Linked DNA regions of Mus musculus: all the other regions are linked to region 1. A link is a contact called in public Hi-C and HiChIP or PLAC-seq data. All regions are on one chromosome and are shown on one strand. Each heading gives the region's core, a stretch centred on a gene start, on an enhancer-like site or on the middle of the called end of the contact. The rest is flanking DNA. Distances are from core to core; before and after follow the strand shown. Region 1 holds the start of Rab33b (RAB33B, member RAS oncogene family). Region 2 has its middle 120 kb from the start of Gm40048. Region 3 overlaps Cog6 (component of oligomeric golgi complex 6). Region 4 has its middle 43 kb from the start of Gm30292. Region 5 overlaps Gm2447 (predicted gene 2447).

Evidence for each region. A called contact is a pair of places that touch in the nucleus more often than the background predicts. HiChIP or PLAC-seq counts read pairs in DNA pulled down with a chosen protein or histone mark.
Region 2: a contact with region 1 is called in an H3K4me3 HiChIP or PLAC-seq map of pro-B cells, with 4 times the contacts expected there. The contact joins the enhancer-like site here to the promoter of Rab33b in region 1. A contact is called at or near these places in 3 of 39 promoter capture datasets (the 3T3-L1 cell line, cranial neural crest and pre-B cells) and 2 of 115 datasets of contacts at active chromatin or transcription factors (large pre-B cells and pro-B cells).
Region 3: a contact with region 1 is called in an H3K27ac HiChIP or PLAC-seq map of the NIH/3T3 cell line, with 5 times the contacts expected there. The contact joins the enhancer-like site here to the promoter of Rab33b in region 1. A contact is called at or near these places in 11 of 39 promoter capture datasets (the 3T3-L1 cell line, the C10 cell line, the HPC-7 cell line and 7 more), 1 of 15 datasets of contacts at CTCF or cohesin (large pre-B cells), 5 of 484 Hi-C or Micro-C datasets (B cells, cerebellum, cerebral cortex and 2 more) and 11 of 115 datasets of contacts at active chromatin or transcription factors (the NIH/3T3 cell line, astrocytes, differentiating embryonic stem cells and 8 more).
Region 4: a contact with region 1 is called in an H3K4me3 HiChIP or PLAC-seq map of pro-B cells, with 6 times the contacts expected there. The contact joins the enhancer-like site here to the promoter of Rab33b in region 1. A contact is called at or near these places in 10 of 39 promoter capture datasets (the 3T3-L1 cell line, 3T3-L1-derived adipocytes, the C10 cell line and 6 more) and 3 of 115 datasets of contacts at active chromatin or transcription factors (large pre-B cells, pro-B cells and stem cell-derived neural progenitor cells).
Region 5: a Hi-C map of muscle stem cells shows a contact between it and region 1, with 4 times the contacts expected there. The contact joins the enhancer-like site here to the promoter of Rab33b in region 1. A contact is called at or near these places in 5 of 39 promoter capture datasets (frontonasal cranial neural crest, hippocampal neurons, liver and 1 more), 1 of 484 Hi-C or Micro-C datasets (muscle stem cells) and 2 of 115 datasets of contacts at active chromatin or transcription factors (embryonic hindbrain and large pre-B cells).

Annotation. Positions count from the first base shown.
Region 1 is chr3:51,482,668-51,485,345 of GRCm38.p6, reverse strand. It overlaps Rab33b (RAB33B, member RAS oncogene family), which reads right to left and starts at 1,380. Exons shown (of 2, transcript NM_016858.2): 1 at 766-1,380. The coding sequence starts at 1,014.
Region 2 is chr3:53,276,864-53,279,541 of GRCm38.p6, reverse strand. No RefSeq gene overlaps it. Among named protein-coding and RNA genes, the nearest start is that of Gm40048, 120 kb to the left of the region's middle. Within about 2 kb of position 1,356, at least 14 of the 459 cell types and tissues checked have an H3K27ac peak or open chromatin away from gene starts, as enhancers often do. A contact at or near this core is called in pre-B cells and pro-B cells, where this site is marked.
Region 3 is chr3:52,982,666-52,985,343 of GRCm38.p6, reverse strand. Cog6 (component of oligomeric golgi complex 6) reads left to right here. Exons shown (of 19, transcript NM_026225.3): 19 at 2,153-2,678. The coding sequence ends at 2,300. Among named protein-coding and RNA genes, the nearest start is that of Gm30402, 26 kb to the right of the region's middle. Within about 2 kb of position 1,338, at least 70 of the 459 cell types and tissues checked have an H3K27ac peak or open chromatin away from gene starts, as enhancers often do. A contact at or near this core is called in the NIH/3T3 cell line, astrocytes, cortical neurons and 2 more, where this site is marked.
Region 4 is chr3:52,839,042-52,841,719 of GRCm38.p6, reverse strand. No RefSeq gene overlaps it. Among named protein-coding and RNA genes, the nearest start is that of Gm30292, 43 kb to the right of the region's middle. Within about 2 kb of position 1,354, at least 56 of the 459 cell types and tissues checked have an H3K27ac peak or open chromatin away from gene starts, as enhancers often do. A contact at or near this core is called in pro-B cells, where this site is marked.
Region 5 is chr3:52,763,061-52,765,738 of GRCm38.p6, reverse strand. All of the region lies in intron 1 of Gm2447 (predicted gene 2447), which reads right to left. Among named protein-coding and RNA genes, the nearest start is that of Gm2447, 25 kb to the right of the region's middle. Within about 2 kb of position 1,383, at least 20 of the 459 cell types and tissues checked have an H3K27ac peak or open chromatin away from gene starts, as enhancers often do. A contact at or near this core is called in muscle stem cells, where this site is marked.

The DNA.
Region 1 (2,678 bases), core at 131-2,630:
CCTCAATGAGAAAACAGATTTTTTTCCCCCTAGATAAATTGGTTATCATACAGAAAACGCCTCAAAGGCAACAGGTTTTACTCCCACAATACTTAGCATCTGTGCAATGCTCAAAAGAATTCCTAGATATAACGGAGGTTTTGTTGTTGTTGTTGTTGTTGTTGTTGTTAAATTGGGGTGTTTGAGGTTTGTTTGGTTGAGACAGGGTTTCTCTGTGTATTCTGTCTATCCAGGAGAGCCCTGTCTATCCTGGAACTAATTAGACCACGCTGATCTCAAACACAGAGATCCTGGTCTCTGTGAGAGTGCTGAGATTTAAGAAGTGTTCCCCCAGGCCCGACTTATAACGGAATTTTCTATGCTTGAAAAATTTCTGAGTTTCTTCCGGTTATACCCCACCACCACCACCACCCAGATTCCCAGCCCAAAACTCTCACTCAAGCAATGGGGGTGGGAGTGGGGGGGTGACCGCCCCCTACACCTCTGTCACTCAAAGTGTGGTCGGTCCACAGACTCATTGCATGTGCGTTATAGGGGAGCTTATCAAATCAGAACGTGCTTTTTTGAAAAACAAGAAGTCCCAGGTAAACCTGATGTACATTAGAGGTGGAGGAACAATGCCTCAGAAGTTTGATAGATACAAACACACTTTCCCACGCCATGGGGCGCACCGCACACTCCTGCCCAGACCCAGGGTGAGGTCCCGACACCTGCCAAGAAGGAGCGGCACTCCGCTGAGACAGCGTCCCCGCCCCACCGGCTCACCTTGATGCGCTCTCCATCAATATCCACGGCTCGCTCTCGGAAGTCCACCCCGATCGTGGCCTCGGTGCGGTCGGGGAAGCGGCCGGCGCAGAAGCGGTAAGTCAGGCACGTCTTGCCCACGTTCGAGTCGCCGATCACTATGATCTTGAAGATGCGGGAGCGGGCGGGAGGCAAACACCCAGACGCCCCTGACACCGCACAGCTGGACGAGAAGCTGACCTCCAGCGACGACTCCATCTCCGAAGTCATCCTCCCGCCCCGCCCCGAGCTGAGCCGGAGCACAGAAGCCGCGGGAATGACGCCACGCCAGCGACAGCGCTCCCTAGCAGTGACAAACGACGCCCAACTCCCCACAGCCCGCGGGCACCGCGGCGCGCGTGCGCGAGCAGCCCCTGCCCACCCAGGTGTGGCGCCCCGCTAAGGCCCCGGCGCACGCGCAGTAGGCCTCCGCCAGTCGGTGCGGTGTACCTGGAAAGATGCGTCGGCGCTCCCTGGCTGGACTGCGGCTCAGAAGGTCCGCCCGAGGGACCTCTATGTGCCGCGCTCCAGCCTTCTGACCGCCTCGCCACGTCCGAGGTTCCCGAGCTCTGGAGGAAGCTGCGCAGCCCCCGGGGGCGGGGAGAGAGAGAGAGACAGCGGAGAGGAAGGAGGCGCGGCCCGGCTGTGGTCTCGCGAGAGGCGGCGGCGCAGTGGCGTCGTGGCCGCCTGGTCGCAGCCGGGGTTGGGGCTTGGAGTTGGGCTCTGAGCATCCCCTGTGCTCACCGCTTCCTCCGGGCCTCCGTGGAGCGGGGCGGAACGGCGTGGGCAGGAGGGTGAGAGGCTACTCAGCTCCTGAACCTGATCTTGGCCGTAGAGACTCTCCTCTACCTCTGCCTTCCCGGTGCTGCAATGAAAAGTGTACACTACCACGACCCGCTCAGTTTGTTTTGTAAAAGAGACAAATTGTTTTCGGCTGGTTTGAGCAACACAAGTCTTAAATCTCTGTGATTCTCTTCAACTCCATAGAGTTCCAGGACAGCCAGGTCTCCTTGAGGCAGGATCTCTCAGTCAAACCCAGAGCTCATTCCATAGAGCTAGTCTTGGTAGCTAACTTGCTCTGGGGATTCTGTCTCCATCTTCCAAGGTAGGAATTACAGGAGGTCTTCCATGCCTGCTCAGCATTGCCTTGGGTTCTGGGGATCCAAATTTAGAACCATCTCCTTATTCCCTTCTTTCCTATCCAGCCCCCCCCCCCCAGGATTTTCATATTGTAGCTAAAGCTGGCCTAGAACCTCACTGTGTATCCAGGCTGGCTCTGATTTTTGTGGGAATCCTGTCTTAGTCTCCTGAATACTAGGGTTACAGGTGTGAGACTATGCCTGGCTGAATGTTACCATTGGTTTAAAATTAAAAATAAGTACCACTTAAGCTGAATGTAATACCACATGCCTATAATCCCAGTACTGAGAAGGCTGGAACAGTATGTTAGTGGTTACATGGAGACGTTTTGGAGTCAACTCTGAAGGATCTGACATGTTAACTTTGTAAGTCAACAAGTTCCAGTGCCAGTTGATGAACTGTCAATGAAACTCCTAGGTGAGAAAGAAAAGGCACCTTCTCAGAGAGGCAGAGTATACCCCATTCCCCAAGTGATGCCATGAGGCCAAGGTGATGTCTGTCCGATGTAAGTGGTAGCATTACAGGAAATGCTCTGCAGGAAACGGGTATTTCATAAATGGTCTCTGAATCTGTCCAGCTTCATCCAGAAGAGTGATGGTGCCTTTTCTCATCCTGGAGACCAAACAAGACTCCCCCTAGAACAAGAAGAAAAAAATATTTTTTATCACGCAAAAAACGATTGCTATACAAATATCCCTAGAAAAGAGCCCAGGAAGAAAGCTGTTGATCACTTTGCCTGAATTTACAGACATGAG
Region 2 (2,678 bases), core at 107-2,606, 1.8 Mb before region 1:
CTGAGCCATCTCTCTAGCCCCTTATGTATACTTCTATATGAGTACTGCACCAGTCCAACTGAACTATCTAATTAGCGAGGCCATCCCCAGGGACCTCCTTGCTGGGCTCACCAGAAAAGCATACTTCTTTCTGCTCTGTAGGAAAGAAAGCTAATCTTCTTTGTCTAGCACTAAATGCTCGTACCCCAGGGAAGGCACTGTGGCTTAGACTCCAAATTCCAAATGACAAATCATACTTAAAGACATTGATTTCCTTTGCTGGGAAGTTTTATGACCTTCTGCATGTGCTTCATCCTCACCGCGAGTTTGCTTATTGAATTATGCTCATGGCTATTTTTCTTGCCGAATTATTTCTTTAAAAAAAAAAATCCTCTCAACAAGGTACCACTTCATCCCTAGTCTTGTGTAGTCATAGGCCAAGCTTTTCAGCAATAAAAGGTGAGCAACTACTGTGAATAGAGCCGCAGATTTTAAAGCAGAGGGACCACAGACTGTATCCTGAGGGAAGGAGGAGGGTGCTGATCTTCAGGGTTTAATCCAAGGGTACTGGACTACAGCGGATCTCTTCTCCTTCTGTTAATCCCGAGATTCTTCTCTGGTCCCCCATGCTTGACTTGATCTTCATGTTATTTAAGTGTCCACCTAGCAAATGTTAAGGGAAAGAGATGTTATCAAAGGGGAGGAGTTATGAGAAGGGTCTAGTGGACATTTGAGGAATGGGCACCACAGGAAGTCTGCATCAGTTAATGCTGGAACAGCTCTGACATGCTCAGCAGAAGCTATGAGGTTTCCTGGTCGCTTCCAAGGCCTTGGTGGGAGAGGCCAGCCCCTATGCCCAGGAACACTGGCATTGCTAAGAGTATCAGACAGAAGGGACTCTGGCTGCCTAGAGAGACCAAGCATTACCGACCCCAGATAAATTAAGCTCTAGCCTGAACTCTGCTTTTGGATCCCCTTGCTCCAGTCTCTTCCAGCTGTACCCACACACACACGGGGTAGGGGTAGAATTCCAAGGTATCCAGTTATACCATGTTTCTCTAACCACGTTCCTGGGAACATAAAAGTCCCTGTTGGACATTCTAAAGGTTCATATCGCTGTCAGATCAGCAAAAGGGCAGCCTATCTTTAGTCTTGAATTGCCAAGTGGTGGCTGTTTGCAGGACAGGAAGAGTGTGGTTTGAAGAAAGCTTGGAAATGTAGGCTGAGGTGTATCACACTTGCACATTTGCAAACTTGTACACTTGCACACTTGCACATGTGATATTGCAGTAACGGATAGCACTGAGGGCGGGAAGAACTCAGCTCTAACCCTGTGTACCATGGAGAACTGTCTATCAGTTGACATCTGTTGAGACAGGCATCATGGGTCACTGGGCAGGAAGTAGTTTCTTAGACTTCCAGAAAGGCTTTATGCACCAGTGGATACAGAAGAAAAGAAAATCATTATTATAAAAACCACTTAGCCTTTAGTAAGTGCCACACTTTGTGTTGAGACCTTTCTACATATTTTATTTCATTTACTTCACTGTTATATATAACAAATAGGATTGCTACAGTTTTACAAACAAAGCAGTCAAGACTGAGAGCAGATGAGTAATCTCTCCTTGTTAACAGATTGTGAGGGGAGACCTGGGATTTTAATCTCAAATCAGTGAACTCTCTCACCATGTTATCTCCTCATTTGCAGGTGCAAATTATGGTGCTCTGAAATAGAAACAAAGATCTCAAAATACATTTAAAAAAAGAGGACACGAAATAATCAGGAACTATCAAAGAAAATAAATGGCTTAGAAGTGGGAGGGACAAGACAGAGGTCGGAGCTTTTAAGTGATTCAAAATCCAATTACTCTGTCAATTGTACAGGTCTCTCTCACACAGCTACACCACAGAATCAAAGAAGGTCTACCTTTCAGACATCCATGAACTGTTGCCAATGAATGACTTAGTTCCAAGGAGGAGTTACTTTCTTTCTTTTCCTTCCTCTTTATGATCTAAATGTAGTTTATTTGTGAGTGGCCCTTGCGATGGATTCATGACCCAGTCTTCATAGCTGGGGTTGTTCCTTCAATGTCATCTACAGGATTATGCCACTGAGAATCTGAATTGTAACAATCAGACAAATCAAGGAAGCCAGGCATAAAAGTCTGGCTGAGAATTTTTGAAGCAAAAAACAAATTTAACCAGAAAATGTTGTTGGTTCTGATATTTGTTATCCACAGTGCTGTGCTTAAGGGTACCACAGTAAAAACAAATCAGATAGTTTGTTCTCTCAGAGTTCCTAGTTTTGTGACAAGGAACAAATTGAAAAATATAACTACTCTTTCCAGCCAACACCTAGCACTGGGCATCTCTCAGGGCAGCCGGCAGAAGTGCCACATGACTAAGGTAAGAGAAAGCCCTATCACAGGAATGGAAAGTATGAGCTGGGATGGCCTGTCCCTCAGGATATACATGCAGTCTGAGTTCCAGAAAGCAAGAAGGAGTACTGTGCCCTGAGATGGAACTTGGGGAACTTTTCCTAGGGCTATGCGTGTTTTACTTACAAAGCAAAGATTATTAATATTGTCTACCATGCACCCCATAACGAGCCGGTCTGCACCAAGACCCTGGTGAACAATTGCATTGTGCTTACTGATGGCACACAGTACTGACAGTGGTACCAGTCACACTATGCACTG
Region 3 (2,678 bases), core at 89-2,588, 1.5 Mb before region 1:
TGAGCATCATGGTAACCTGACTTAGGACTCTGCCAGTAGCAGAATAGATTCTGTAAGAAACTTAAGAAACAGGGAAGCGTGTGTTTCCAAATGAACATGCAGAGGTGTATATATGATTTAAGAGCTATTTTAGTTTTAGATTCAAATTTTTTTATATTTATTAAAAGTAAAAGCATGGGCTTAGTGAAATAATTGGTTTTTGTTTTGTGGGGGTTATTTTCTTTATTTTGGTTTGAAGGAAGTGGGGTGTGTTTTTCTTGGAGCTAGCAACTATATTCATTATCTGTATAAACAAATAACCTGTATAAACAAAACTAAACAAGTTCTTAATTAAGTAAAGGAAAGCAAACATGATAGAATAACTTCTGGAAACTTATCTGCAGAAAAGCAACTATAGCCTGGACAGTGCTCAGGAGACCCCAGGAAGTAGGATAAAGATGGGTTGTTGGAGTCCTGAGCTCACACTAAATACCATGCTAATCTTGAACTCAGCTCACTGACTTCCTAGCAGAACTCACTGCTTTGAAGGATGACTGGGAGCGTCGTACATGAAGACATGAGTCCATCCAGAACTGTAGGAACACCCAGGACTGCTTAGGAACAGGAAACGTGAACCCAAAAGAGAAAAATGATCAGTTAATAGAAACAGAGCCACAGCTGATGTGTGTGCCATGAGCAGATATTTACAGCGAGCCTTGGAAACGTGTCTGTGCACTAAAGGAAAGCATCAGTACACCGAGAGAATAAGGAAGGAAGGAAGTTACAGCCTGCTGCACTTAGACCTGGAAAGTACACTATCTAAAATACAACATCCATCCCTCCTGAGGGACCAGGCAGGGCTTATTAATGCGAGAAGTTTCTCCAGATGCCATGCGAGATGTGGATCAGCATGCTTAACAGTAAGAAAGCCTGGACAGAGAAGTTGCACAGGGCACTCCAGTGTCCTCAGATCACCAAAAGCTTGATCACTGTCATATGATACCTTATTACCATAAGAGAAGCATCTTAGGGCAGCCAGAGGGAAGAGCAGTACTTACTTACAGGAGATGACTTTGGGTTGGAGACACTGCAGGTAGAAGACAGTGTTGTCTTTAGCAAGCTGAATGAGTGTGTTCATGAACTGTGTGGACCTCGGGGCTCAATGGTAGAGAATTTTCTGAGGGTCTGGGCAAACCCTGGCTTCAACTCCTAGCCCCAGTAAAAGCAAACTGTATTGTCTGCATAGCCCTTAATTGTTGAAGTTTTTCTCCTGGTGTGCATTGGATTGCACCCTAGGAAAGCTCACTCTCAGTGATCTCAGAACCTGAATGTGGAGAGAAGCTATTTTTAGGACCAGTAGGTTTGTGGCAATGCTGCGGGTTGTTAGGCAACGAGAATCCTAAGTACTGAGTAACAAGCTCCCTGATTCTAGAAGCAAGCAATTCATTTGTTAGCTCAGTGCTTTAAATAACTGTTTCAAATACAACCAGTTTACAGAGCATGGTTAATAAGAATGGTTTCTCTGTGTACTTCCTTACTGATCTGTACTAAGAGTTTTGAAATTTTGACACTTGTAACTGGGTAAACGATTTCTTAATGTTCAGCATTTTGAAGGACATAAGAAGTTGGTAGGAACGTGAAGATGATCGACCCTTAGTTCACTCACTTTTCTCATGGCAAATTAGCTCCGGGGTTATTCTATTACTCTGTGACTTACAGTGTGGCTCATTTATAAAGTCCTCTCTAACGTTTTGCTGTGTTGGGGAGCTTGTAAGTCTTGGAGAACAGCCTGGTCTTTTGGGTTTCACTTACAAGGCCCCACAAGAGAAACTGCTTCAAGAGATGAACCTTTACGTGACTCTACTCTTTGGAGATTAAATGTATTTTTCTTCGCTCATTTTTTTTTTAGCTTGTTTCAGCAGATGTAAGCCCATTCTAAGTGCAGGCACATCTATATGTGGGGCACTGTTCTGTTCCTCATGGCCAAGCACTGGGTAAAATGCAGCCCCTGGCTCAGGAGGGTGCATGTGACGACGGAGACTTTAATAAACAGTAAACACTGCCCACTAGTAGGAACTGGGCAGCGTGGGGCTGAAGCATGACATCATCCAGATGTGTGTGCTTGCGGTTGCTGGGCTTCTGTTATCTTCTGGTTGTGTTTGCTCATCCATAGGGAGCAGATTATAAAGCAGTCTACAGAGCTCGTCTGCAGAGCCTACGCGGAAGTGCATGCAGCCGTGATGAATCCAGACAACGCATACAAAGATCCAGAGAGCATCCTTCATAGGTCACCTGAGCAGGTGAAGACACTGCTCTCTTGATGATGTCGATGGCATTTGCAGATAATTGCTGCCTGGCAATGACACCAAGGGTGGTTAGGGTTTTTAATCTATGAGTCTTTACTTTGAAGATTGAGAATTAATAGTTTTCCTAGTATGCGGTTGTAGGTCAATTTCTTTCATTCTCAGCTAACATGGAGGTAAATCAATATTGACTTGAATCTGTAGGGAGCAATGTTCTCTTGCCCATTAGCTGCCTCTGCATAGCAGTGTAAAGGTCCCCGTGATTTGGGATTATAAATAGAGGCATAAAGTCAGCTGGGAGTTTCGGGATTAAGTACGATGACTTGTAAGTTCTGTGTAACATCTAAACCACAGCTTTATTGGCAATGAGCGTCCGCTTATGGAAGGTCCCGCTGC
Region 4 (2,678 bases), core at 105-2,604, 1.4 Mb before region 1:
ATTGGTGCTGCACAAAGGCCTCTGAGAAGGACAGGGAGGTAGCAGGAAAGGGACAAAAAGACCAGACCCAAAAGGTCTGGGCAGGAAACTGTGGAGACCTGAGGGCTCATTAGGGAAGCTTTGAGCTTCTTCCAAGGTGAGGAGAAGCCTCCCAGAGCTGTGGTTAGCTGCCGACTGTTTCACAGGAGGGCTCTTTTGAAGCTTTCCAACAAACTGCTGGGAGCTGGCTTCCTCCTGCTTACACACTTTACTCTCTTCTTTATCGCCATACTTTGTATCGAATATCGCCACATTCCCAGGTGCATGGCACTTCCACCCAAGTCCCCATACCTCTCTTCTTCAAATGATTTAGTTACTGAAATCTGTGGTCCCATCTCCTTGGACTCATTAGGTAGCTTGATAATATTTTTACATGCAGGCCGGGAAGAAAAATAAAAACTTCTCAATTTTCAAATAATTTTTATTTATTATCAGACACAAAATAGTGTACTTTAGAATCCTAGGGTCTTTGGGGATTGGTAGCCAGAGTCTTGATTTTGTTATAAAGGATATTATGTATCAGTATTGGGTAATAGTGCAGCTTTCTTGACCAGTGAAGAGGAAAGAGGACAATTCCTTATTGCAGGAGGCTGTCTGAAGTACCAGAATGCTATACCAGAATTTTAAAAGGCACAGGGTAGGCATTTTAAGCACAGGGAAGCCCCTACCTCTCAAAATATAAAATAATGTTTTTAACCATAGTGGTAATTCCATATGATGGACTTTGTTAAACGTAAAACCACTAATATATATGAAAACACAATTTATCAAATTTTACCGACTAGTAAATTACAGGTTGTATTGACTCACTATTTGAAGCACTAATGGAATAAGGGAAGCTAAAAGCTGTCTTTTCATTGGCTGGGTGGCTGGTCTTCAACAGCTGGGCGACCAGTGTGGTAAACAGGAAGCCATCTCCATGGTAATGGGCAATTCAACTTAACTTTTTAACACGCTAAGAGGTAATTACTTTTTTTTTTTTTAATTTCCATTTTTAAAACGTTTGGAGTTCATGACAACAGTGAGGACCCGAGGGTCAGGCATTTCCTGGTCGTTAGTGAAGCTGACTTTAGCTGACTTTAGGTCACTAAGAATTAAACGTTGTGACCCCCCTCCCCTTTTTTTTAATGAAAAGTGAACTGTGATTTTTTTTTTTTCTCTTTCTCTCCTCTTCCTGAAGTCTGCAACACAAATAAATGACAGAATTTTATGCTCACACACATGGTGTTTTGATTTCCTGCAGATGATAAGATCAGGGTGGAGGACCGATAACCACAGGGTGTAGGAGGGTGGGGCTCAGGCAGGCCCACATTAAAGCCACAGGTGGGTCCCTGACAGATGAGAAGATGAACCAGGGCTGAAGAGGCCAGCCAAGACGGTGAGTTCTGCTGAGACAACCTGGAAGGAGAAGATGGGCGGTCTCAGGGCAGAGGAGAATTCTGTTGGAGGCCGAGCTCTGCCAGGGACTTCTAGAATACACTACAGAGCCTGTATCCTAGGCAGCTGCCTGGGTGTGGTCCCCCTCTAACACCCACATTTTCTCTTCCCTACCTTAATAATCTATGCACTTCAAAATTCCAGGCAAGTCTGCATTCATAGGCTGTCTTGAGAACAAGAAATAAGAACAAATGAAGTCAGTGTCCACAGTAGCAAACCACAGTCCAGCTCTCTGCAGGCAGCGCTTGCTCTTCAACAGCCTGTCGCTGTCAAAGGTAGCTAGAGTCTGCCTAGCGTTGAGTCTCCGCAACACTGTAGCAACCCTCTTCGCCTTTCCCACGCTACAGCCTGCTCCCATTAGCCATCAGTGAGTGTACAGCCAAGCAGAGAAGACAGATGAGACTCTCCAGCAGCCTAGGGCAAAGTCTTGGGAAGTCCCCAGGTCCAAGAGTTGGATGGACCCAGAGAAGCTTCAGGGTGCAACAAGTGCATTTCTACTGACTATAGTCTTTCCTGGTCCAGAACCCATGTCCAAAAGGTTCTGGCAACACAGGAAGGAGAAGAAAGATTCTGATAAAAATGAGTTGCCCACAGGGTATACACAGAAGTCTCGGGGGTCGTTGATGCTTTTCCGGGAGCCATCTGATGACTACAGCTTCAGACAAGAGTGCTGTCCATTCTTATAGTCAGTATTTAAATATTCAGTACTTTAAACAGAAATACTTCTATTGATTTTATTTTGAGCTATTTTATGATTTTATTTTTGAGACAATGTATCACTCACTCTGTAGCCCAGGCTGCCCTTAAGCTTTCAGTCTTTCTGTCCCAGCTGCCAGAACACTGGGATTACAGGTTTTCCTTAAACCCAATTAGCGCGCAGAAGTCCTGGATGCTGGAGGGAGGATGGATGCCATGACAGAATGTCTCAGGAGCTAGGCTAGCCTGCAGGGATGTAGACTGCTTCCACAGGCTCAAAATGATTCTACCTCCGTTTCTGCAAGAGTTTTGTGACCACGGACCCCGTTGATCATGTGCACACAGATGCCTTAAAGCTGTTCAGACCAGGATCTTATTCAAATCTGATATTAGAAGCTGTTCTTTCTTAGCCCCACCCCCATCATCAATCAGTTCATCTGTACATAGCTGGGTCTACGTTCCTGTCAGGACCAGTCCCATGACTGTGTGCTCCTGGCTGGGATAAG
Region 5 (2,678 bases), core at 134-2,633, 1.3 Mb before region 1:
GCCTTGATCAGATTTTCCTGTCAGTATGTCTATGCAATATCTTCTTGATTGCTAGTTGATGTAAGAAGACCCTGCCCCATTGTGGGCAGCAGCATCTCTAAGCAGATTAGGCTCCGCTGTATAATAAAGGTAGCTGAATGCGAGCCTTGGAGCAAGCTAGTGCACACTGCTCCTTCATGGTTTCTGCCCCCCTTCCTGCTTGAGCTCCTGCTCTGATTTTCTTCAAGAGTGGATTGCATCCTGGAAGTCCAAGATGAAATGAAATAAACCCTTTCTTCCTCAACTTGCTTTTGATCATGTTGCTTATCACTGCAACAGAAAGCAAACCTGGACACCCTCCCATCATCTGAGTCCTCCAACTCCCCCACCCCCACCATTGTCTGTGCTCCTGAGTATAGAGGCAAAGATTAATTAAAGTAACAGTTCACTTGACCCCTGGAGGAATTTATGAGTTGCTATGGTTCCCTAGTGTCTCCTTCTCCAAGGATGCTAGCCAGCTTTTTGTGACATGATGCTCATCTTCAGCCTGACTATTATATGTATCATAAACACACCAACCAGCTTCTAAAGGTGTCTCAGATGCACACAAATGGGTTTAACAAGAAAGTGTCCGTCAGCTTCAATACTTTCATTACAGTCAGCCGTAGCTGTCATGTGCAGATTTACCTGGGCTTTGACAGTATCTATGGAAAACACATCTGTAATTGAACAAATATGAACTTTTTTCTTTCCTTTTTTCATCATACAATATACACATACATGACAGCTAATATTCCCATAGTATTTACATTTGATTGTGCACTCTAAGTAATACAAACATTATTTAAAGTCTAGGGAGAGTGTGTGTAGGTTATATGCAACTACTGTGCCATTTTATATAAGTAATTTAAGACCCACCTTAGAATTTGATGTTGGAGCAGGATCCTGGAACACATCTCTCAGGACCCAATGGACAGCTTGGCTTTCAGAACAAAATGATATTGTTTTCATACTTTTCTTACATACCATCTAAAGTGCCACAAGTGTACTGACAACACTGAAACGCACCCCTATGAGGAAATAGTTTTCTCATTTCACAGAGACTCAGAGATTGACCATCATCACACCATTAGGATATGCCAGAGTTGGGACACGAGCCTACCGTCTTACGGCTTAATTATTATGCTATTTAAGACAGGAGGGCATGATTTCCTGTGGACACAGGCTCTGGTGCACCCAATGGACTTCTGAGAGTTTGGGAGGATGACTCTCTGGTGACATAAGGACCTGCCTATAACAGGACAAATAATTTGAGAAAATAAGGCCTTGGGAGGCATGGCTTAGTGAGCAGCCAGCTTGGCTTGACTTCTACAGACAGTGACTCAGCAGGCCACTGGGCCTCTCTAGCTTCATGGTCACTGACTTTATCATGACATACTGGAGTTCATGTCTCCTGGGGTTGAGAACAGAGCTGAGCACTGGCTGGCTAACAGAATCATTGAACATCCCTGAACGGAGGTCCCTCACAGTTAAAGGACATAAACGTAAACAGAAGATTTACCGTTAGCCCATTTGTCACGGAGACTTGATAACCACGGGAAGAAATCCCTCTTAAGGTTTTCTTGAAAACGGTTGCTTTTCCTCACTTGGCAGTGGCTGTCGTCTCTGCTTAGTCTTCGTCTCCCCAGTATTTGGTAAATAATTCATATTTTTTTTTATCAAGTCGCTGTGGCACCTCGCTGTGTCATACATACTTCAGCTCTGAACCTTCCAGCTGCTATCCCTACCTTCTCTTCAAGCTTCTGTAGGGGAGGTGCCAGCGTGCAGTTGTGGCCAGAGCTTCTAGCACTGCACACTGAGTAGCTGAGCCTTGGCTTGCCTGTCCCAATCATTGTCATCTGCACTGACACCCCTCCTCACAGCTTGGACATGTGTCGACAAGGCTCTGGCTGTGAGCCTGCTTTCCTCATAGAGGTCCAGTGCCTGCAATAACTGGATTTTTCTCTTGTGGTGGAGAGTAATTGGGTTAAACTCAGCAACATTTGATTCTGACTTACAAATGGCCTGATCTAGTTTGGGCCTCTGTGAACTCCAGGCGGGAATGAGCAGACAGTTAGACAGATGTCCTCTGGCTGTCCTGTGGCAATTTCAGTGCACACTCAGGAGACATCACATGGAAATTTCTGGAGGGAGGCAGGGTTTGTGGGCTTAGGATGTAAGGCGAGCGTCTGGGAGGCTCAAAAGAGGAGGAAGCAATGCTTGATCATATCACAGTTCGAACTTATGGCCGTGCAAACGTTTTCATAGGAATAGATGGAAACACAGACATTCAGTGACACCTGCAAATGCAGACTTAGGAGGTACTGTGTGGGAGGGCATGTCAGGTAATATCGGCGAGCAGAAAAAAAGAGGTTTGCTCTGGTGTGCCACCGCCGCCCGGCTAGTACCTCTGTTTTATAATCCCACAAGGTCAGCACGGAAACAGAAAGATGTTCCAGTGCTAAGAGCATCTGGAAATTCAACCCTGCTGAAGATTGCTTCCTCCTCTGACCAGCAAGACCTATGTGCCTCCACTCTGGAGGACTCCTTGTGAGTTGCTGGCTGGAGAGCCAGTGAGATGTCCAATTGTGAGGAACGCTTTAACTAGTCACCCACAGTCTGCCAGACGTAAAAAACTATCTTGACATTTTTAAGATCAT